Linked DNA regions of Gossypium hirsutum: region 1 is linked to region 2. Evidence: chromatin contacts called from public Hi-C data. All regions are on one chromosome and are shown on one strand. Each heading gives the region's core, a stretch centred on a gene start, on an enhancer-like site or on the middle of the called end of the contact. The rest is flanking DNA. Distances are from core to core; before and after follow the strand shown. Region 1 holds the start of LOC107897843 (dihydroxy-acid dehydratase, chloroplastic). Region 2 holds the start of LOC107897747 (3-ketoacyl-CoA thiolase 2, peroxisomal).

What was found. A called contact is a pair of places that touch in the nucleus more often than the background predicts.
Region 1: a contact with region 2 is called in a Hi-C map of leaf, with 2.5 times the contacts expected there. The contact joins the promoter of LOC107897843 here to the promoter of LOC107897747 in region 2. A contact is called at or near these places in 2 of 34 Hi-C or Micro-C datasets (callus and leaf).

What each region holds. Positions count from the first base shown.
Region 1 is chrA10:63,985,106-63,991,578 of Gossypium_hirsutum_v2.1, forward strand. It overlaps LOC107897843 (dihydroxy-acid dehydratase, chloroplastic), which reads right to left and starts at 4,432. Exons shown (of 14, transcript XM_016823421.2): 1 at 3,531-4,432; 2 at 2,998-3,069; 3 at 2,293-2,340; 4 at 1,082-1,236; 5 at 809-1,003; 6 at 614-725; 7 at 387-456; 8 at 222-280; 9 at 1-113. The coding sequence starts at 4,052.
Region 2 is chrA10:63,802,655-63,809,111 of Gossypium_hirsutum_v2.1, forward strand. It overlaps LOC107897747 (3-ketoacyl-CoA thiolase 2, peroxisomal), which reads left to right and starts at 5,194. Exons shown (of 14, transcript XM_016823316.2): 1 at 5,194-5,570; 2 at 5,846-5,922; 3 at 6,043-6,127; 4 at 6,228-6,354; 5 at 6,447-6,457. The coding sequence starts at 5,475.

The DNA.
Region 1 (6,473 bases), core at 3,182-5,681, 180 kb after region 2:
AGTCCTTCTTTTCCTGTAATTTTTGCTACAGAACCCTCTGGTGCAAGATTCCCTCTTAATATTTGGATGTGCCCCGTTTTCTTGATAGGATTTGACACCGGTTTTAGGATATCCTTGAAAGCAAATTTGAGACTGATCAGACTAGCTGTATTTCATGGCATCTAAAAATTTCAATAGGGAACAAATTATTTTTGGGGAGTAAGAAAGACATCAGCACCAACCTGCCCCTCGGGTAAACAAGGATAACTTTTTGCGTTTTCTGCCAATGTCCTCCCAGTCACTAGAGAGCAAAAAACACCAAATATTAAGAATATAGAAAAATAAAGCTCTAAAATTATCGTAAATGAATAAATGCTAATGGAAGTATGGAACCCAAACTGACATACCAGTCATGCAATCCCCATCTAGATACCCAAACTCCAAAAGATAACGAATAACAGCAGGTGTTCCTCCAATCTATCAAAACATGATTTTTTTTTATCCCTCATTATTTGAAAAGATAGGATATACAACATATATAGAGGAAGCTATTAATGTCATCGCTCATCAGCTATACAGGAAAAATACTACTTGAAGGAATTGAATGACAGCAAATAACTTTCAGTTAATTTACCTTATGCACATCTTCAATGACATATTTCCCGCTGGGCTTCAGATCAGCCAGAAATGGAACTTCATCACTAACCTTCTGAAAATCATCAAGAGTCAACTCAAGACCAACAGACCTGGCATGAATGTTTCCAGGAGTTATCTCCACAAGTTTCTGATAATTTGATATATCCAAGGGATGTTTGGCACATTTTCTCACCTAGCTATAGCAATTAAATGCAATACGGCATTGGTTGACCCACCTAGGGCCATGACAATAACCATTGCATTATGTAAAGATTTGCGGGTGATAATGTCTCGGGGTTTTAAATCCATTTTCAACAATTCAAGCAAATACTTTCCAGCCAAACGACATTCATCCAATTTCAATGGGTCTTCAGCAGGTATTGAAGAGCTTTTCAGGAACGAGAAGAAAAAGTTTAAGAGAAAAGGCAGAAATACCAAAATCTCAATCCAGAGAGCATATTTCTACCTGTAAGGAAGAGACATTCCCATAGCTTCAATTGCTGAAGCCATTGTATTTGTAGTATACATTCCCCCACAGGCCCCAGCTCCAGGGCATGAGTTACGGACAACATTCATTCTCTGCTCGTCACTTATTGATCCACTAGCATACTCTACATAACACTATGAGGCCAATCAGAAAAAAAATAAAAAACAGTTACAAGATTACCGAATTTGTCAAAATTTGTTTTTATTTTCTGATAAATTCACGTCATAGAAGTTAATCTTCACATATTACCATATGGTAGACTATCTAATAAAATTGCTAGATCTTGGCAAACTTCAAAACAGTCTGTCAGTCCTTATTCTAATCCTCAAAGGGCATATAAATGGGAAAAAGATAATGAAAATCAAAAGCAAACTTTGTCACTCAAAGGTGAATACTACTTCAGTTCAGGTAGGGGTTGAAAACTGAATCCAAAGGAAATGTACCAAGAAATAGCCCCCAAAGTTTGTGTGCCAACACCAGACACAGATCAATTGAACTAACAATCTATTCCACCTAAATATTCAGTCAATCCTTAACTTCTCAAGAAGATTCTAGGAAGACAGCAAATAGGAAAATATCACATTGCTCATAAGTCAACCAGGAAAAGTAAACTTCTCCCTTTTTAGATAGAATGCTCCCCTTTTAGATAGAATGGGTATAAATTCCAAAAGCTTGCAAAGGAAGAGATTAATGCAAAAGACAAACTCCAAAGAGCATCAGCTATTATAAAATGAAATACAAAAAAGGTTGGCAGTTAAATTTGTCTGCCACACACAACCTTGAGGTTCTTGATCATAAGCATACACAGAAGGTCATAGTTTAATCTTATGATTGTAAACTTTCATATTTTATTCCTCACAGAAATAGCCCATATACTTGCCAAAAATGATCATAGTTGAGGGAAATTTTATAGTATATTTTTATCTAAGTGTAATGTTCTTAACAAAAGATTGTAGTATCAGCATAATATGTCAAGTTCCTTGCTTTACTTTCAGAAATTTTCTTGTATTTGTCACACAAACTTTTATTGTCCTAAAAGCAAAGAATTAACAGACACCAAGCGTCTGAAAAAGGTAAATTCTTGAGCATAGGAATAACAAAACCAAAGAAAAAATTCAGCTAAGATGAAGATATAATAAGAAGCAATCAACTGTCATAACAAAATTCATTTAGCATATCACTGTGCATACCTGGAAGGCAGATATTATATCATATGTATTGCCTTGAAAATGACCAGGCTGCAAAAGAACAAGTACAATAAATAAATAAAGGCCTTTTGAAAATTGACGAACTATAACTATTTAAATTTGCAGCAATGTTACCTGAACTTCAATGAAATACACTATAGTATATTAAATGGCTATATGATGTATAATGAACAATGGAAGGGAGAAGCAGAGTAACAGATTGCAATAAACCTCATTTCTGACATGCAATCGTACAAGGACATAATATATTTCAGGTCAGAACTTAGAACATTTGATGCCTCAAATTCTTTCAAAAATATTCAGACATGATTTTCGGCGTAACATATTTGCCAGCATATCGTGTTATTCCAGGCCCACTCAATTTAGCCATTTGTTCTTTGCTGGATGCATTGATAAGAAATGTAATGAACACGTAATGTTTACGGGAAAGTTACAAAAGAATACAGCATTTATGACTCATAAGAATGAGTGCTTTCCACTTTGAAACCAATCCTTATAGCCTTGTTGTATATGATAGGTTCTGAATGTTAGATTTTTTTAAAACAGTGGCAGTGATTTTCTGAATAAAACTTACAACAGTGTTCTAAGAGCAAAACTAATAAAATATCAAGACTAAATGAGCCATTTGCAATGAAAGGAGAGTAGCCCATTGATGACACTTGCACTAGACAAAGCAAAGAAGAAAACCTTGATAGTTCCACCATAAACCATAAGACTTGGCCGATTGAGCCTCCCCATTGCAATAAGTGTACCTGGCATCTAAAGAACTAGCTAGCATTAGACTAATAGAAGGCACAATTGAGAAAGCAAACCTATATCAGACCATAGTTTATGATTGTTGAACTTTAATGAACCACAACTGCATTAACACATAAACTACTTCTATAGCTCTACCAAAGTCCAAACAATCAGAGCCCATGGGAAAATGTCTAAAAATTAAATTAATTTGATCACTTCAAATCAATTTTATTTTTTCAATCAAACCAGATAAAGAACACTCTTGAGTTAAATGCAGTTTACATCCTTTTCTTTCCTCTTCTCTTTCTCACAATTAAAAGCGATGAGCATATAACTAAATCACATTTATCTTTTTGTTTTTTTTTCCTTTCACAGTAAGGCAAGTTCATATATAGCGTCAAAATCAGGAAAAATAAAACACAAAATGCTTACAAAAGTATTAAAAAGAAAAGAAGAAGCAAAGTTAGAAACAAAGAGCTTACATTTTTATCACAACCGGGGATAGAGATATTGTCATCATACCACTGAGCACCCATAACCGTTTCAATACTATCAGCAATCAAATCCCTTGACTGCAAACTGAAGCTCATTCCCCTCGTCCCCATCGAAATCGCATCGCTTACTCCGACCGTATTGAATCTAAACCCAACCATCCCAGCGTCCTCAACACCCCGTTTCACCTCGTCCGACAGCTTCAACAAATGCATGTTGCACGGGTTCCCCTCGTACCACACCGACGAAATTCCCACTTGGGGTTTCGACATGTCGTCTTCTGATAATCCTACCCCGTATAGCATCGCCTGGGACCCGCCTTGTGACTTCGGTTCCGTTACTCTTGAGCTATATTTGTTGAGTTTTACTGTGGGTGGAGAGGGAGGGTCGGGTGTTACGGCTGCTTGGGATTGTGCCGTTATGAAAAGACATCGGCGGCGGTTTGGAGGAGGGGTGAGTGGTTTATTCGTGGGGATTACAGTGGCGCGTAAGGTTAGAATAGTGGCTTGCATGGCGGCGGGGGATGGGTTTAAGGTAGGGGATCAAAAAAAGCTGACTACACTTTACTTAGTTGCTTGTAAGGAATGACTGCTAGACACACGTACCATGCACTGATACACATGCTTATTTAAGGTTACAGGATAAGAACAAATCTTCGTGTGGGTCCCAAAAAGATGAGTTTAGATTCAGGTATAAAGCACGGTGGCGCGTGGTACAGAGTATAGGGACTAACCGGCGGAGGGAGTGGAAATAAGGGTGGCTTTAGAGACGGGTGAGAGGGCAATGCTTTTATTTTATTTATTGCATAAAATAGTTTATGGGTAAATGGAAGACGAAGAGGAGAGCCGGTCAAAACTGTGGTTGGTAATGTGCGCGCGCGTGTGTCGTTTTTCTGTTGTTATCTTCTGAAAGATAGCCACAAAATAAGGTAAGCGGATGATGATTCTATATTAATTTTTATCTATACCAGTCTTATGCCAGTTTTTCTTTAATAAATATTTATTTATAAATATATCATACTGGGACATAAGTTCTGTGTGAGGAAGCTACATTTTCGGTCAACTGATAATAATGGGACCACTAATAATGAATCATATTCCCCTTAAATTGAACCAACCGTTTCAAGTGTTGATTTGGGTATTCACCGTATTGTTTTTAAATTGCAGCCTATTTTGAATCATTTGAATCGTGGTTGTTTTTATTTTAAAATTATTGGCATTGATTGCGGACCTTGTTATGCTTTCTCGCATCGCATTTAGTGCATCACGTTTAGTGTAGGTAAGGCGTACTTACGCAACGTTCTCTGATTCATTGAGATTTCTTTCCGGTCATTCACTTGTTGTTTTCGTAAATCTTTAAATAATGAATTTTCTTAAGGTAAATTAATTACAAGAAGTAGATTGGTGTTCATGAGTTAACGATTGCGCTTAATGATTTGCTTCGAATCTGAGTATGGTTTGTTTGGAGTACCGGAGCTTCGGGTCATAACGACCTGGAAAATAATAAAAAAATAAACAAAAATTAAATATTGTATGTATAAGTTTTAATGTTTTTACTTATCTTATTAATTGTAAAAAAATATTTTCAATATTTATTGTTGAAATCTCCCCGGCAATGGTGCCAAAAACTTAACCGTCTATCATTTATAATTAAATATAACACCAAAAAATATATAAGAATTTAGGACAGCAATGCCTGCAAGTGCACAGGTCAAATTGTAATATAGTTTAGTTACAACGAAAGACTTGGAAGTGTTCTGATGATTGTTCGTACCCAAGGGAAGATGGCATAAATTATGAAAACTTTTTTACAATAATAAGTCTAAGTAGTAGTAACTAATTCCTATATTACAACAAACCATAAAATAGATTAATGAGATAAAAATAAATAACTAAAATAATTAAATATGAAAAATAAACAAATGAATTAAATCAATAAACCAGTCAGGAAGATTAACTCGCTTTAAGGTTTGTAATTACCTTTAGATTAGGGTTTTAGGGTGAATTAGCTATTGATTAACCAATTATTACTTCCCGAAGTCTAACTAGTTAATCGATTGGTTGATGCTCTCTTATCTCCTGACCTTATTTTCTCAACTAGAATAAACTACAATTACTCGGTTTGACTTATCTCTCGACCTCTTCTAACTTGTGATAACTTCCTATGGTTGCCAAGCCTAATGGTTTAAGAACACGTAATCTATACCAACTAATCCTCTCAGGAAACCCTAAATCTTCCGTTAATCACATCCCCATCCACTCGTTAATCTCCTTTAAGGGATTAGCCATTCATGTTATTCATAATCTCAATCTCAATTGAATAAATCAAGTGAAGAACACGATTGAATTGAAAGAGAAACGAGATTAGAATAATCGTGGATTGATATCGAATGGAGAACAGAGTAACAAATCGATTGATTGGAATAATGAAATATGTCGAGTGCAAATAGAAGAAATAAACTGAAATAGTTTAATAAAATAAATAAACTCTTAGATCGAAACTGATTCCAAAAGGAAAAACAAATAGTTAAGAAAAGCCGAAAGAAAATTAATTTAATCCTACTCCTAAACTACTAGGGTTTTTAGTGCTTCTAAGATGACTTAGTTACATCAAACTCCTAATGTCTTATTTATAAAAGTGTTGGCAGTCCAAATTAGGTCTTTGACACATCCTAGGTCTTTGTATAAAGTCGATTGTACGGATGAAAATAGCCTCAACATACTTGGGCAGCAAGTCAACCTTTGCCGCGCCATGCAAGGGTTATGGTGTGACACGACGTGTTCCATGCCAACTTTGGTTCGTTTTATGCTTTGACATCCCGGGAAGCTTGTGCATCACTCGTCCCTTGCTTCCACATCAATTAGGCCTATAAATCTTCATCCTACACACTCAATTACACATATTAGCACTACATAAGGCCTATGCCGGACTAG
Region 2 (6,457 bases), core at 3,944-6,443:
ATCCGGCTTCTGAGATGATCAATCGGCTTCCCTTAAGTAATTCCTTGCTTCCTGCTCTGCGTCCCCCTTCCTAAGTGCCTCCTCAGGTGTTTAAATAGGCTTTAGAATGCCTAAAAGCCCTCAAAATTGGCCTTTTCCGAATAGGGTTATACTTGGGCTCGGCAAGGACACGCCCGTGTGACACGCCCGTGTACGATTACTCTAGCCCGTGGTCAAGGTTTTTGAATAGGCACGGACGTGTAGTCTACCCGTGTAAGTCGAGCTTCGATCCTGCCAAAGGGACACGGCCGTGTGACACGCCCGTGTGAGGAAGTCCAGGTCGTGTTGATTTCCCATGTAGGTCCATTTTCTCCATTTTCGACCCGTTTCTCGCTCTTTTTACTCTCCTATGCTCACCTAAGTATAAAACATGAAATTAAAGAATTAAGAGCATCGAATTCACCAAATTTAAGGAGAAACCATCCATTAATGGGCTAAGCATGGGATAAAAACATGTATAAATTACTGTTTATCAGCATGTGTATTGAGAAATATGGAAGTGCCTCTAATTCATGAAAGTTATAATTTTGTTAAAATGCCCGTTTGGACATAGTAAATGATTAGGATACGATTGGTATGCCAATAAGATTAATATGCGTGCTTGTACGAGATTTGCACTTCAGTGCCTCTGTATACACTTCAGTGTCCCTGTTCGCACTACGGTGCCATTGTTTGCACTTCGGTGCTCTTGTTATGCATCTATGATACCTATGGTGTGGTGTAGTTACCTGAGTATCCGAGTCAGGTTACTAGTTCATCGGGATAAATGTTAATGAATTTACAAAATTATCTATGTGCTTAAAGGCTAATGTATACTCAAGATATTTGTAAATGTTAAATGTTCAATGAACTACTTGATCATGTGTGAGTATAATTATATCGATGATTATACAGTTAAAGATAGATATTTATATGCATAGATGAATGAGTTTGGATTGAATTATTATAGTACAGGAAGTGTACAATGAACCATTTTTATTACTAATCCTATAAGTACTTCGTAAATGATTAACATGTATGATTAATCTATTTATGTAGTTTTTCACATTGTTTAGTGAAAGTAAGTGATTCTGGGATGATATGTTTATATGAAAGTTTGAAACAAAAGATGAATTACAGAATAATTACATGTTAAGTGTGTAAGTGTTATGGTAATAAGAGTTGTTTAAGTGAAATAGTTATATGAAATACTTATATGGAAAAATATATATATGTATATGCAAGGTTACACCAATTATCCATGAGAGGTGTAATGAATAGAAAACAAAAGTTAGCTTAAGATATAATGAAAATTATGTTTAGTCATTTATTCTGATATGTTCAGTATTTAAGTTGCCTTTATACGAACTTACTAAGCATTATTGCTTATGTTAGTTGTTTTCTTTTCCTGTAGATCATCGAAAGGTTCAATTTTGTTGGAAGCTCGTCGGAGACCTATCACACTATCTAGCAGTTAATTCGGTAGTTTTTAAGCATTTTTGCTAAGTTTTATAATGGCATGTATAGGGTGGTTTATAATGGTGTTTTGATGAATATGTAAATGGTAATTTGGTATTTTTGTGCGTTGATGTTTATGTATGGTTGTTGGACTTATAATGCTTATATAGGTAAGTCCTGTTAGTCACTTTTGATAATGGATGTATATGGCATTTTGATATAAGATATTGGCTTAGAGATGACCATTTATGATATGTATTAGGTACATAATAGAATGACTTTTTTATGCATGGAATAAGGCAATGTTAACATGTTTTGGTAAATATTGTTTGTTATAACTGTGGTGCCTTTGAATGGCATATTGGTTAGTTAAATTAGAGTTTTGAATTGGTATCTTTATGTATGAATGGATGATGGTTGGAACCCTTGAATGTGTGATTAAATGATCTGAATGGTTATGCATGATATGGTTTTGAAATGTCTTGATTTTAGTTAATTTTGGGTTCACACGACCTGAGACATGGGCATGTGACTCAGCCGTGTGTGACAAACGGCCTGGTGATACGACCGTGTGTTATCTGATGATTTTCCTTAGGGTGCAAGTTAGTGAGTTACACGGCCTAATACACAACCTGGCACACGGGCGTGTGACATAACTGTGTGGCCCTACTCAATAAGTTACATAGGTGATATTCTAGGACACAGCAGTGTTTCCCTAGTTCGAAGGTTACACAGCTTAAGACACGGGCGTGTGTCTTAGCTGTGCGAGGCATACGGCCTGACTATGCGGTCGTGTGACCCCTATTTCCAAACTTTTGCACCTTTTTCCTAATTTTTCCAAATGCTTTCAAACTGGTCTAGAATTGCTTCTAAGCTATTTTTAGGGCCTTGAGGGCTCAGTTTAGAGACAATGTATATGGATGGTTTATGATGTGATTGAATTATTGAATGATATAATATTTAAATGTTTTTGAATGTACAATAATGCTTCGTAACCCTAACCCAATGACGAAGACGGGTTAGGGGAGTTATAGAAAAGATAGCAGAAAAAGAGGTAGAGGTGTAAATGAAATCCTGCTTCTATCACGTGCTGTGAAAGTAAAAAGCTACCATCGTTGTGTCGTTCAAACGATTTAACCCTTTGGGAATTGAGAAATCGTAAGCAAAATTCAGTATTTGAATTCCCTGAACAACTAATGCTTGATTCATTTCTTCCACCTTTTTGGTGTAAATGTAGGCTTTAGCTTCCACTGGACTTCTCGCTTTGTGGTGTCGCAAAGAGATGTTCTGGGCAACGCGGCCATTTCCTCTAGTCCTAGCCATGGTGTGCTAACAAAAGCTAGAAATAAAAATTGAAAAAACGATGGAAATTTTAAGAAGATTACCTCTGAAATCGCTCTCCTCAACAATTGGTTTTTTTTTTCAAATTCTCAAATTCAAATAATGTTATTTTTAGGGATCTGGTAACCTCCTTTTAAAAGAAATTTCTTTACACTTTAACGATTAAAATGAGAAAGAATGAGGGCACAATCAATTGCAAATAGCTGTACTCTTTCTTCACATGTGGCGAAGTGTACGTTGCAAATTAAAGTATAAAACTTACTCAATAAGTTTTTCTTTATGTTAATTCTTGCCTTATAGAACCAAGTTCCAAAAAAAGGCACTTTATAACTCTTCTTCAAACTAGGTGGGAGACACATTGTTAGAATACTTACTATTACCGACCCATAACCCGAATGGGTCCGGGTCGGATTCTACACAGTTCTCACATTAAGATTGCATATCAAGCTCGCTCATTAGGCTTGCATATCAAGCTTGCACATTAGGCTTGCATATTGAGCTCGCATGACGCTAAGTGTTATTACACATGGGACCATGCGGTGTGTGTTCACATATCACTATATAGGCGAACCCCTATCGTATAAACACGTGTTAAGTCTAGAGTGGGGTACATGTTGGCATGCATTAAACCAACCTAAGATATCACATCAATGAACAATAACTATATCATATAAATATACAACCTTACCATCTAAAGAAGATAGAGTAAAATACTCAACAAGAAGGTGGTAGGGGATGATGGGATGAGGATTGTACATTGCTTGAGAGGGAAGCATCAAAGATTGCTAAAAAAGATGCTGAACTAATGGAAAATAAGGTCAGTTTTTTATCTATTAATTTGGGTTTTAAACATTTTGGTTATGTTTTCAATGTTTTGAAGAAAAAAATCTGAAATTTCTACTTGATGTTTATTTTGTTGTTCATGAATCTACAGCTACTAAAACTTGAGAACTAGCTAAAAGAAGAGACCAAATTAAGGAACATAGCAGAGAAGAGGTTCAAGTTGTTGAAGAAGAAGCTTGAATCCTTCAAAAGAAACTGATAAAGAAAGAAGAAATAGAGAAAAGTGGCGATCAAAGAAATAAGAAAAGAGAAATAAAAGAAAAAGAAAGTCAAAACTAAAAAAATTACTTACCATGTGGAATATTGAGAAAGTTAGTTGCAAAAAAAAAATCCACTTCAAACAACCTGTCAAAATTCAAACTGGAATCAAAATATTTAATTTCAAAAGGTTGAGTAATTAAATTAAAAAAATTAATAGTTAAGTGATTAAAATAAAATAAAATAAATAGTTTAGTAATATTTTTTTACTTTTCCCAACAACTATTTGAAATATTATATTAATTATTTTTATTTTATGTATAGTTATTTTAACAAATATGCATTAAGTATTTTTTTGAAATTAAAATTAAAATTAAAATTCATTTATTTATTATTTTATATTTAATTATTTCAACACAAATACATTAAATAAACTGGTGATTAAATCTTTACATTTTAAATATTGTTATAGTTTAAATTCTAGTTAAAATTAAGCTTTTTTGTCCCTACATCCATCCTTAATAAATTAACTAAAAGGAAAAATGTAATATGAGAAATAACTAAAACATTATAAAGATATCGAATATGAAACACTAATATTTTAAATTTACATAATAATATAGAATGTTTTGCCTGCTTTTTCTCCGCTTCAATTTTTTAATTATACTTATAATTATTTATTAAAATAATTAATATAGACTAAAATTTAAAATTTAGATAAGTAAAGGGATAATATTAAAATTTTATCATTATTTTATATGGCAAAAGGAAAAGAAAAGGCCACATGTTTTTTATATAAACTATTAATGAAATTATAAACATTGAAATAGTAAAAATATAAAGCATGAAAATTATATTTTAAATTTGAGGGTAATATAAAGATTAACATTTTTATGAAATCTAAATAAAATAAAGGGACTAGAATTTAAGGTGTGAAAAAGGAAGGCCAAATATAATAAATTATTCCTCATCGAAACACCGTTGCCGTGGACCTATTTCTTTCTTTGAATCTATTTATGATTGACCATCAATTACTTTGACTATCAACTTATTTTCCGTTGACAATCGTATCAACGGTTATTATTCACTGTATAATGATAGAAACAAACAATGGAAGCAGCTAATTTCTGTTTCCAATATCCTTAAGGATCGATAAGAGAGGTGTCATTTTAGTACCCTTTTTCCATGCCGGCACGCATCCCAAATCTCCTCCATTCCTATCTTGTCTTTAGCCACAGCATGCCACTCGCAATGGAGAAAATTCAAATCTAAATTTAAGAAAAATGATTTTAATCCTATAATTATTACGAAACACGATGAAACGAATTTTAGGTTGCAGGATTGAAGTGTGAATTACACGCGCATGAAAGGAGAAGGGAATAGCGAAGGTGAGGCCAAAAAGGCTTACATATCATCGTCATCCAAAATCAGAACTCATAACCCTCCAATTGCTTTTACTGTAATAAATGAATAAATTAAATAAAATCTTTATCTTTCCCTTATAAGTGTCTTTCGCCAACTTCCCTTGTCCAAGCCTCTTTCTTTTCCCATTATTTTTCCTGCATTTTCTCCCTCGCCAAACAGAAATCTTAGATCATTTCTAGACGCAGCGAACGATGGAGAAAGCGATCAACCGACAGCAAGTTTTGCTTCAACACCTTAATCCTTCAGCTTCTTCTTTTTCGTCGCACCAAAACAACTCTGCCCTCTCTGTAAGATCTGTTTACTATTCTCATCTAAAAATCTTAGTGTAACTTTGACACAATTACTCAGAATTTTATTCCCTAAATTAAATCTCGATTTCAAATTTTAATAATTTTATTTTTCTATTTAGCGAAAAAAAAAAGAAGAATCATCTTTGATAACGTTTAGAACTGCGTTAATATTTAATTTATGGATTTAATTTTGATGATTTGATTATTTTTCTGTCAAATGATCTCCTTTTGTTTCTCTAATGAATTAAAAAAACTTGACAAAAATTCCTCAGGCATCGGCTTGTTTAGCTGGAGATAGCGCTGCTTATCTAAGAACTAATGTATTTGGAGATGATGTGGTGATAGTAGCGTAAGTAACTCTTTTTGAATTGACTAATATATAATCATTACATTTTTGTTGTAAATAATTGAGAGATTATTTGGAACTTTTTTTGTTTTAATTATGGAATTTATTATTATTATTTTACAGAGCATATAGGACCGCGCTTTGCAAATCCAAGCGAGGGGGTTTCAAGGATACTTATCCTGATGATTTACTTGCACCTGTTTTAACGGTTTGTCTTGGAAGAAATTTTGTTTAGGTTTTTCTTTTTGTGGTCGGTTTTTATTTTTTCCAGTAATTTATTATTATGTTGTTGTTACGTTTGAGTTTAGGCAGTGATAGAGAAAACAAATTTGAATCCTAGTGAAGTTGGGGATATTGTTGTGGGAACGGTATTGGCACCAGGATCTCAACGAGCTAGCGAATGTCGGATGGCTGCATTCTATGCTGGCTTCCCTGGTATACATAAATATCATTGATTTTGTTCTTATGGTTCTGTATTTTGTCGTTGTCATGTTGGTTGATTGTAAGCACTTCTTATGGTGATGCAGAAACTGTGCCT